2 separate regions of the Macaca mulatta genome follow, and region 1 is linked to region 2. A link is a contact called in public Hi-C data. All regions are on one chromosome and are shown on one strand. Each heading gives the region's core, a stretch centred on a gene start, on an enhancer-like site or on the middle of the called end of the contact. The rest is flanking DNA. Distances are from core to core; before and after follow the strand shown. Region 1 holds the start of SLC7A6OS (solute carrier family 7 member 6 opposite strand). Region 2 holds the start of PLA2G15 (phospholipase A2 group XV).

The links. A called contact is a pair of places that touch in the nucleus more often than the background predicts.
Region 1: a contact with region 2 is called in a Hi-C map of liver, with 1.8 times the contacts expected there. The contact joins the promoter of SLC7A6OS here to the promoter of PLA2G15 in region 2. A contact is called at or near these places in 3 of 14 Hi-C or Micro-C datasets (fetal cortex germinal zone, fibroblasts and liver).

What each region holds. Positions count from the first base shown.
Region 1 is chr20:63,898,429-63,904,214 of T2T-MMU8v2.0, reverse strand. It overlaps SLC7A6OS (solute carrier family 7 member 6 opposite strand), which reads left to right and starts at 1,327. Exons shown (of 5, transcript XM_015126469.3): 1 at 1,327-1,538; 2 at 1,659-1,937. The coding sequence starts at 1,347. PRMT7 (protein arginine methyltransferase 7) reads right to left here and starts at 1,231. Exons shown (of 20, transcript XR_013411027.1): 1 at 1,152-1,231.
Region 2 is chr20:63,826,916-63,831,982 of T2T-MMU8v2.0, reverse strand. It overlaps PLA2G15 (phospholipase A2 group XV), which reads right to left and starts at 1,530. Exons shown (of 6, transcript NM_001265818.1): 1 at 1,324-1,530. The coding sequence starts at 1,450. LOC144337648 (a long non-coding RNA gene) reads right to left here. Exons shown (of 4, transcript XR_013411059.1): 3 at 1,723-1,852; 4 at 1,402-1,506.

The sequences.
Region 1 (5,786 bases), core at 78-2,577, 72 kb before region 2:
CTGTCTTGAAAATATATATGTATACATTAAATATACATATACTAAAATTAAAAATTAGCCGAGTATAGTGGCGCATGCCTGTAGTCCCAGCTACTCTGGAGGCTGAGGTGAGAGGATCGCCTGAGCCCAGGAGGTCAAGGCTGCAGTGCGCCTTGATCATACCACTGCACTCAGCCTAGGCAGCAGAGTGAGGCTCTCTCTCGAAAAAATAAAGTATCAAACTTGACTGAATACCTTCTACGTGCCAGGCACTATATTAGGGACTGGAGCCACCACCATAAGCTAGAGAAAACCCTTGCCCTCCAAGAGCTTAGACTAATGAGAGAGTAATACAAATTACAGACTACATGAATGCAAGAAATACACAGAGCGTTGTAGAAAGAGAAAACCAAGGTTACAGAAGGACTCTTTGAGGAAGGTAGCATTTGAGATCTACAAGACAAACCAGGATAAAAGTTGGGGAAGAGTTTTTACAGGTCAGGAATCCTTACCCCAACTTTCCCAAGAAAAGGCCCTAAGGTAGAAAGAACTAGGTGCACAAGCAAAATGTGCCAAAAGCCTGAGCGACCGAAGCACTTTTGCAGAAGCCCCCATTCCTCATCTCCTATCACATCTTCTGCTCAATCAAGCTGGGCCTTGTCGACTTTGGAAAGTCGACAAGTTTGGATCTTGTTCCAAAAGCAGTGGGAGCCACTCAAGAGCTTTAAGCAGAAGCATATCTACACTGGACGTACGCTTTTACAGAACCACTCTGGCTGGCATGTAGTGAATACATGACTCTCCAATTACTCAGAACACAGTGAACCGGGAAGACATCAGCAGGTCAATCAGAGAACTCGTGGCCCAGTGAGGGATGCGATGGTTGGAGCTACTGCGGTCTCTAAGGGGAGGCTCCAGGCACCAGTACTGCGACCCAGCCCCGCGAGCAGCAGGCACCCGGCTGGACTGCAGAGCCGGGGCCAGCCTGGAACCCCGCTCTCCTGCAGGCCAGGGTGCTCCGAGCTGCCCCACGCGGACTCTAGAAAGGTCCCCGGAGTCCAAGTACGCCCACGCCAGGCTCCTCTGCCGAGGCCCTGGTGCTAAGGACATGATGCTGGCTGCACCCCGAACCCCAAAGCGACCCCACCTTCCCCGCATACCCAGCGCCTCACCTGCCACGGGAAACGCTTCGCTCGCCTCCTCTGCTACCACCATTTTGCCGCGTCCAGCACGCGGGGCGGGATCTATCTGCGCCGAGGAGCGTGCGGGGGGCGGGGGGCGGGGGGCGGGGGGCGGGTCCCAAGGCAGAACTAGAAGGCTATCCCATCACACCCCGCGCGTTCCCACAATGCTCAGCGGCAGCCACTATGGAGGCCGGCAGGACAGCTGTGCTGCGGGTGAAGCGGAAGCGCAGTGCGGAGCCGGCCGAGGCTCTTGTGCTCGCTTGTAAACGCCTCCGGAGCGACGAGGTCGAGTCGGCGGCACAGAAGACGTCGGCGAGTTTGGAGAGAGCAGCGGAGAATAATGTCTTCCACTTGGTGGCCACTGTGTGCTCCCAGGTATTGGGCGTGGTGCAGTGATGTGGAGGGCATCTTAGGGTGCAGCCGTTAGGAAACCCGATCCCTGACCCGCTCGCGAACTCCTGCTTACGCTGGCCTCCCTCCCCTGTTGCCCCCTAGGAGGAACCAGTCCAGCCTCTCCTGCGGGCAGTTCTGCGCCCGTCACGGGACAGCCAGCAGCGTGTCCGCTGCAATCTCCGCGCCTCGGCTCGGGAGATCCGGCAGGAGGGCCGCTACCGGGTGGTTTCCAGCCGCCGATCCTTGGGGACCACCTCGAGCGGCCAGGAGTCCGAGTACACGCCGGGGAACCCAGAAGCCGCCGGGGACTCGGGCTTTCAGTTGTTAGACCTTGTCCACGAGGAGGGAGAACCTGAAGCCGCCGCTGCAGGCTCCTGCAAAGTGAGTACGCCTCGGAAGGTGGTGCTGGGCTTCTCAGGACGGTAATGCCAGAAGACTGGGCCCAGTAGCAGCACAGTTTCATCTTAAGGGGATGCATGATCCATCCGGCGTGACGGCCTCATTTTACAGTTTTGGTTATTCATCCAACATGTGTTTACTACGTGCCTACTAAATGCCAGGTATTTTTTTTAGATTCTGTGGATACAGCAGTGTGAACCTAACATGCAGGTAAACAGAAACAGTAAACAAGTCAATTCAGTGTCAGATGATGATAAGGGATGTAAGGAGGCAGGGAGACAAAGCAGAAAGAGTTGTGCCACTTCAGTGAGAGTGTCACTGAGAAAATGACATTTGAGTGAAGACTTGCAGAAGGTGAATGGCAGGGCATTCCACATATGGAGAGGACTTCTAGGCAGAGAACCTGAAAGTAAAGAGGCTCTGAAGCCGAGTTTCCCTGCTCCTTGCAAGGTGCCTGGAGCCGGGTGAGCTAGAGGAGACCAGTAAGGAATTTGAGGGGAGGAGTGCCTGCTAGACACTCTAGGTACTTGTAAGGAAATGTCTTTACAAGTCCTTTCAGCCTGACTGAGATGGGGTCACTGGAGCAAAGCAGAGAGAGAGCAGGTAGGAAAATTGATCAAAGAGAGCTTAAAGGAATAGTTCTGGGTAGCATACCCAGTTTGAGGTAGATTGAGGTCTAGAATGCAAGTCTTCTAACATTTAATCCAGTGCTTTTCTTTATATTACATTTGCTAAATTCATTTGCACTCACTTCCAGAAGAATTCTATTACATGCAGCGAAACTACAGAAATGGAAAATTTTCCTCGAGGCTGGGCACAGTAGCTGACGCCAGTAGTCCTAGCACGTAGAGAGGCCCAGGCGGGAAGATCACCTGAGCCTAGAGCGGTCAAGGCTACGGTGAGCCATGATTGTGCGGCAGTGGCATTTCAGCCTAGGTGACAGAGTGAGGCCCTGTCTCAAAAAAAAATAAAATAAAATTCTTCTTGTAATCCCAGCGCTCTGAGAGGCTGAGGCAGGAGGGTCGCTTGAGACCAGCCTGGGCAATAAAGCAAGACCTTGTCACTACAAAAAGAAAAAGGAAATTAGCTGGGCATGGTGGCATGCGCTTGTAGTGCTAGCTACTGGGGAGGCTGGGGTAGGAGGATCATTTAAACTCAGGAATTAGAGATTGCAGTGAGCTATGATCAAGTCACTGCCCTCTGGTTTGGGCAACAGAGCAAGATACTGTCTCTAAAAAAAACAGAAAACTCTCAACATAAGGTGTGCCTTTTTTTTTTTGAGTTGGACTCTCACTCTGTGGCCCAGGCTGGAGTGCACTGGCATGATCCCGGCTCACTGCAACCTCCAACTCCCGGGTTCAAGCAATTCTCCTGCCTCAGCCTCCCAAATAGCTGGGATTACAAGTGTGAGCCACCACATCCGGCTAACTTTTGTATTTTTAGTAGAGACGGGATTTCGCGATGTTGGCCAGGCTGGTTTCAAACTCCTGGCCTCAAGTGATCCGCCCACCTCAACCTCCCAAAGTGCTGGGATTACAGGCATGAGCCACTGCGCCCAGCCAATGTGCCCTCTCTTGATAAACATTTTTATAGAACTCAATCATTTTTGAAACTTAAAAAAATTACAATTCAAAATGAATCCACAAGCAACAAGCAAATGGTACTACTGTAATTGTTTATTGTTGTTGTGTTTGTTTTGTTTGAGATGGAGTCTCGCCCTTGTCGCCCAGGCTGTAGTGCAGTGGCGCGATCTTGGCTCACTGCAGCCTCCACCTCCTGGGGGTTCAAGTCGTTCTCATGCCTCAGCCTCCCGAGTAGCTGGGATTACAGGCGTGAGCCACCACATCCAGCTAATTTTGTATTTTTAGTTAGAGACAGGGTTTCACTATGTTGACCAGGCTGGTCTTGAACTCCTGACCTCAGGTGATCCACCCACCTTGGCCTCCCAAAATGCTAGGATTACAGGCGTGCGCCACCACGCCTGGCTGGTGCTAGTGTAACTGATAGCAATTTGTGTATGATGTCCATAGCAACATCTTTCACCAAAACATTCCAGACTAATGCATGACTTATAAAATGTGTAAAGTAAACTAATGCTCAGTGGAATTGAATCAAGTAAATAGTTCATTAGGCCGGGCACAGTGGCTCACGTCTATAATCCCAGCACTTTGGGAGGCCGAGGCAGGTAGATCACTTGAGGTCAGGAGTTCAAGACCAGCCTGGCCAATATGGCGAAACCCTGTTTCTACTAAAAATACAAAAATTAGCCGGGCGTGGTGGTATGTGCCTGTAATCCCAGCTACTTGGGAGGCTGAGGCAGGAGAATCACCTGAACGCAGGAGGCGGAGGTTGCAGTAAGCCAAGATTGCACCACTGCACTCCAGCTTGGGCAAGAAGAACAAAACTCCATCTCAAAAAAAAAGAGTAAATGGCTAATTTAATTTTAATAAAGAAAACTAGGAGATAAACTGATGATGGATATGAACAGAGATTTTTCCAGTAAAGCAATACCGACTCTAAGCATACCAAAAATGTTTGCATAGAGTAATTATAGGGGGAAAAATGAATTTAAGCTTAAAGCATGCTTGAGGTTTTATGCATACTAGACTAGCAGGAAAAAAGTAGTTGATAGCACTGCTGGCAAGGCAGTGATTAAAAGTGTATACAATTGTAGGAATAAAATTGATGCAAGCCTTTTGGAAAACAGCATGGCTTTACGGGGGTGGGAGCCATATTTTTACATATGTAAACTTATTGTTTGGATCTAAAGTCATGCATAATCTAGGAAAATTTTAAAATTAAAAATTTCTAAGGAAATTTTAAAATGACAGCATTTCTGTTATGTTACAATGAATTTCTCCTTAAATTGACATAATTTACATTTTAAGCAAATAAATTCCTATTAGATAAATTTAATAGGAAATTTAAAAATTAAAGGACTTCAGTTCCTTTTAACTAGTAGTCTCACCTCCAAGATTTATCCTAGGGAAATAATTCAGCAGAAGCAAATAGCTAAGCTATGATATTAACGAAAGCTACCATTGATTGACTAAGTGATTATGTCAAATAGTGTGTTAGGTACTTGTTATATTTTCTTTTAATTAACTCATTTAATCCTCACAAAACCCTTATGAGTTAGATACTTACATCTCCATTTTCAAATGCAGGAAATGGCACATTCATTGCAACACTATACATGGAGGTTAAAAATTGTATCCAAGAGATTGACACATGTAACTGTCTGGACCCTTAGAACTGATAACCGTGAAGACTGGTTGTAGGGGAAAATATATATGTTTAACAGTACAAAATGCTGTGTGTAGCGTAACTGAAAATACGGGCTGGGCTCAGTGGTTCATACCTGTAGTCCCAACACTTTGGGAGGCCAAGAAAGGAACACTTGAGCCCAGGAATTCAAGGCTGCAGTGAGCCATGATCATACTGCCGCCTTCCAGCCTGGGCGACAGAGCAAGACCCTGATTCTGAGTGAATGAATGAAGGAATGAATACACATAGACATAGACTTTAAAATAATTTTCAGCAAGGGGCACGGTGGGTTACTCCTATAATCCTAGCACTTTGGGAGGCTAAGGCAGGAGGATTGAGGCCTGAAGTTCGAGACCATCCTGAGCAACACAGCAAGACTCCATCTCTGCAGAAATAATAATAATTATTTTTCTTCTAGCTAAGAGCAGTGGTGCACACCTTTAGTCCCAGCTACTCAGGAGGGTGAAATAGAAAGATCACCTAAGGCTCGGAGTTAAAAGCCAGTGTGGGCAACATAGTGAAAACCGCCTCTTTAAGCAATAATAGGCCGGGCACGGTGGCTTA
Region 2 (5,067 bases), core at 281-2,780:
GATGACCCAAACAGTCACAAGGCCTGTGCAGTCCACTGCTCCCCTGACTCGATCCCAGGCAGCCTGAGATGCTCACCTCTCTCCCCCTGCCCAGTACTCTCTCCTGGCCTTAGCTCCAGCTATATACTCCAGGAAGCCTTACTTGACACCCACCCATCTGCTGGGTTGGTGGATTCTCTGTGCCTGCCCCACACAAGCTTCCTCTCTGGGGATCATTGTTATTGCTATCCTGCAAGCTTTGGGGAGGCAGGGCCAAGTCTGCCCAAATCCCATGGTGAACCTGGGCCTAGAATCCCCCTGGAGCATTTCCTGGCTGGGAACTCCTGGTGGGGCCTGCCTGGCACCACCCTGCCTGCCAACTCTACCCTTCTGTGATTTGCATTGTACCCATTTAAAGTACTCTCAGCAGAAAGAGCACGGAGATCACGCTGCACTAGACTCCACTTGTAACTCATGCCTCGGATGCCTCTGCTTTCAGGAATCCTGGCTGGCCACGGACACGCCAGCTGTGGATGGGAGTGACAGCCTGAATGAGGCACCCAAGACCCCTAGACAGAGGTCTCATCCCTGCCCATCCCCACAAGGAAATACTGTGGCCGCTGTAGAATTGCCAGGGTTGTGATCAAGGAGCGGCGTGGGCAGGGGAGGTCACTCAGCCTCGACATAGTCTAGTCCAAGCATGTGTGGCAGGGTAAGAATACAAGCATGTTGCCTGACACAGGTTCATGGCCATTGCCCCAACCCTTTCCTCCGACTTCAGCGTCTTCAGTTTCCCTTAGGCCTTTTCCCTCAGAAAATGCCACACATCTGATAAGTTGTGGGAGTTGGTGGCCAGCTAGGAGAGCAATCCTTTCCCTAAGGAGGTTCCCTTCAGTAATGACTTCTGGTATATGTGGCATTGGAAGGGTCGAGGGTGACAGCCTCCTAGCCAGGCCCAAGTCGATGCAGAGGTCAACTCAGGAGCCACTCTACACACCCCCACCATCCCTCAGGAGTGGGGCTGAAGCACCTGTCTTTCCAGCTAAAAAATGGGGTAAGGGGAGGCAAGGCTTGGGAATGATGCAGACAAGTGGAACTATGAATAACCAGATGGTAACTCACCCACTCACCCCCATTTTCTACCAGGGCAGGAGGTGGGGTGCTGACCACACCCGGTCCAGCATGGCGGGAGGTGGGCCGGCAGATCTAGATCACCTAAGTGACAAGACAGACACCAATACGCTCCCCCATTTCGTGACTGGAACAGATGCAGACCGGGAAGGTAGCCCCGCCCGCGGCCCGTCCCGCCCGACCGACTGACCCACCACGAGACCCATGCCTCACCCAGCACCACTGGGGGGTGACGTCCGGCCGGGAGCGCTGGGTCTGCGAGCAGCATTAGCAGCAGCAAGAGGAACAGGAGGCCATCCGGGAGCAGCCCCACACGGCAGGGGCGGAGGTGGAGGCCCATGGTGTACGACGGTCGCTGCAGGTCCAGGCTGCAGGTTCAGCTCTCTGGGCTGTCGCCTAGGCGGGGGCGGTGGCGACGCACTTAACCCCGCCGCCCGCATGCCCCGCATCCTCCCGGCCAATCAGAGCCCTCCTCCCGCAAACGGCCTGCCAATAGGGACTCGCCGCCATATACGTCCCTCCCAGTCAGGGCTCACCGCCCTGCGCTTGCCCAACCCCCTGCTCCCGGGACCACGCTGCGCGCCGAGCGCATCGATAGATCGAGGTACTTACCGCCTGGCTCCGGGCTCTCAGTCGCCCACCCGGGGACCCACCTCGCCGCTGCTGTGTACCCCGCCCAGCCCTGAGTACCCGAAATCCGCGCTGCGCAGCCCTCACCTGGCGACGCCCTGACCTGGAGGATCTGGAACGGACAAGACAGAGAGAGGATAAGGGGTGCAGCGCTCGCTGCTGCTGAGCGACCCCGGTTAAAGCAAGAAGAGGGGAAGTGAGTGCCTGACAGTTCTTGGGCCTCAGGTGACCAGGAGCTGACCAGGACCTTTGTGCAACCCGCACACCAATTCTTAACACACCCTGCCCCGAGGGCACCTGGGTTCGGCCAGTCAGCCCCCGTAACTCTGCCCCGGGGTTACAGATGCGGAGGGAACCGGGAGAGGCCAGGTCAGCATGTTCAGTTCCCAAGAGTGGGGTTAATCTGTTCGTTTTAGAGGCGCAGAGTGCAGCGTCACCCCGCTAGTCCGGGTAGTTCGGGCGCGGGGTTGGGAGTGGGCTTCAGCCTCGATCCTGCGCCATGGGCCATCTGCAAGTTCGCCTGTAGAGCAGGAGAGGCATCGGGAGCTCGTGATCCCTCTCCACTCACGCAAACCTGGGGAACCGGAGAGGACACAGACTCCCTGCGCCAGGAAGCAGGGGCAAACAGAGTGGACAAAGACCTGACAGCCGGCACCATAGGTCACTGTGGGATAGAGAGACGAGAGTATTTGGGAAATAGAGGTCTTGATCCTCCACACACACACCCCTTCGAAGGGGCAGCTGTGCCCTGGTCATCCCATCTGGTCCCAATAAATTTGTCCTGCCACTTCCTTCCTTCTTCTTGGTAAGCAGCTGACCTGGCTATGAAGCCACGATCTTGCCCTGCCCTTCTCGAGTTCTTATAATGAAACATGTTGGTGACTGGGCTACCACTACCCTCCCTCTTTCTTTTTTCATTCTTTATTTTATTTTATTTTATTTTGAGACAGGGTCTGTCTGTCACCCAAGCTGAAGTACAGTGGCGCAATCATGGCTCATTGCATCCTTGACTTCTCAGGCTCAAGCGATCCTTCCCATCTCAGCCTCCTGAGTAGCTGAGACTACAGTGTACACCCCCACTCAGCTAGTTTTTTTATTTTTTGTAGAGTTGGGGGTCTCACTATGTTGCCCAGGCCAGTCTTGAACTCTTGGCCTTAAGTAATCCACCTGCTTCACCCTCCCAAAGTGCTGAGATTACAGGTGTGTGCCACTGTGCCCAGCCCCATCCTCTCTTAAGGTCCAGCCATCTCCCCCTAAGGCCCTGGCTCAGGATTCCCAAAGCCCCTTCCTCCCCCACCTTCACCCGACAGAAGATCGGTGAAGACCCATCTGGTGAAATCCCAGCGTGGGAGACCATAGAGACTCTTCTGCAGGCCTAGGGACAGGCAGGAGTCCAGTCAAAGGTTAAGTGGAGGAAGGGAAAGATCAACAGGTGCTGGGCCACCTTGGACTCTGGCCACAGTCTAAATGTCTTGCCAGCCCAGCAGCATCCAGGGTCCCATGTCATGGGCCCCTGGAAGCGTAGCCCTGTCCTCAAGAGGGGTTCCCTGGTGCTTCACCCCCACAGGCCCTGCATGTGTTAGGAACCATAGCCATTAGGGGCAGGATGGCAAGGCCTAGTCAGCAATGACCCATGCTGGCACTGTGGAGAAGAGTCAGAAGGTGAGGTCCTCCCTTTTCACAATAAGTTTGCCATCCACCTGATCCCCCAGGCTGCAGACTTGGCATCATCCTGAGCTCTGGATGCCTCCATGCTTCTCAGAACCACAACTCAGGTGGTCATAAGGGCTAGCCAGCTCTACCCTTCCCAAACCACACTACCCTATTCCCACAACAGCCTCATCACTGATGTCCCAATGCACACCCTCGTTCCTGTGGGTCGTTCTCCACATGCCAGGCTGACACTGTTTTTTTTTTTAGAGACAGAGTCTTGCTCTGTCACCCAGGCTGGAGTGCAGTGGTGCGATCCCAGCTCACTGCAACCTCTGCCTCCCGGATTCAAGCGATTCTCTTGCCTCCGCCTCCAGAGTAGCTGGGATTACAGGCACCCGCCACCACGCCCAGCTAATTTTTGTATTTTTTAGTAGAGACAGGGTTTCGCCATGTTGGCCAGGCTGGTCTTGAACTCCTGAACTCAGGTGATCCGCCCACCTAGGTCTCCCAAAGTGCTGGGATTACAGATGTGAGCCACCAGGCCCGGCCCTGATTTTTTTGAAATCTTGCTCAAATTACTATCTCAAATTGTATGGTTTGCCCTACTAACCATAAATTCTCATTGGATGGGTTTTATTTAATCCTATATATCGGGACTTTGCAATCTGACTCTGGCATAACATTAGGTGACAAGAGAGTCAAAATATTCCAAAACAATGTTTCTTTGCCATACTTTGAAATGGCCCTGCACAACTGTCCTTTGTGGAGGAAAATTTGCATCTGTAAAGAATCTCTATTGGCCTGGCACGGTGACTCACGCCTATAATTCCAGCACTTTGGGAGGCGGGTGGATCACAAGGTCAGGAGATTGAAACCATCCTGGCTAACACCGTGAAACCCCATCTCTAATAAAAATACAAAAAATTAGCCGGGCGTGGTGGCGGGCACCTGTAGTCCCAGCTACTTGGGAGGCTGAGGCAGGAGAATGGCGTGAACCTGGGGGGCGGAGCTTGCAGTGAGGCGAGATGGCGCCACTGTAAGGGAGGAGATTACCCCTCATATCATCTTATGCCCAATTTCTGCCTCCAAAGAAAGAAGAAGTAAAAACTAAAAGGCAGAAATGAAATCCACAGGCAGACAGCCCGGCACCGTACCCTGGGCCTGGTGGTTAAAGATCGACCCCTGACCTAATTGGTTCTGTTATCTATAGATGACAGACATTGTATAGGAATGCACTGTGAAAATCCCTATCTTGTTTTGTTCCGATCTAATTACCAGTGCATGCAGCCCCCAGTCACGTACCCCCTGCTTGCTCAATCAATCACGACCCTCTCACGTGCACCCCCTTAGAGTTGTGAGCCCTTAAAAGGGACAGGAATTGCTCACTCGGGGAACTCGGCTCTTGAGACAGAAGTCTTGCCGATGCCCCCGGCCAAATAAACCCCTTCCTTCTTTAACTAGGTGTCTGAGGAGTTTTGTCTGCCGCTGGTCCTGCTACAACTGCACTCCAGCCTAGGCGACAGAGTGAGACTCCGTCTCAAAAAAAAAAAAAAAAGATATTATATTAACATAGCTAGTTCTTTTTCTTCCAGGCCCTCCCAATCCTGAAAAGATTAAGAGTCTAGCAACTTTTAAAGGTCTGATCATCTGAGGTCAGGAGTTTGAAACTAGCCT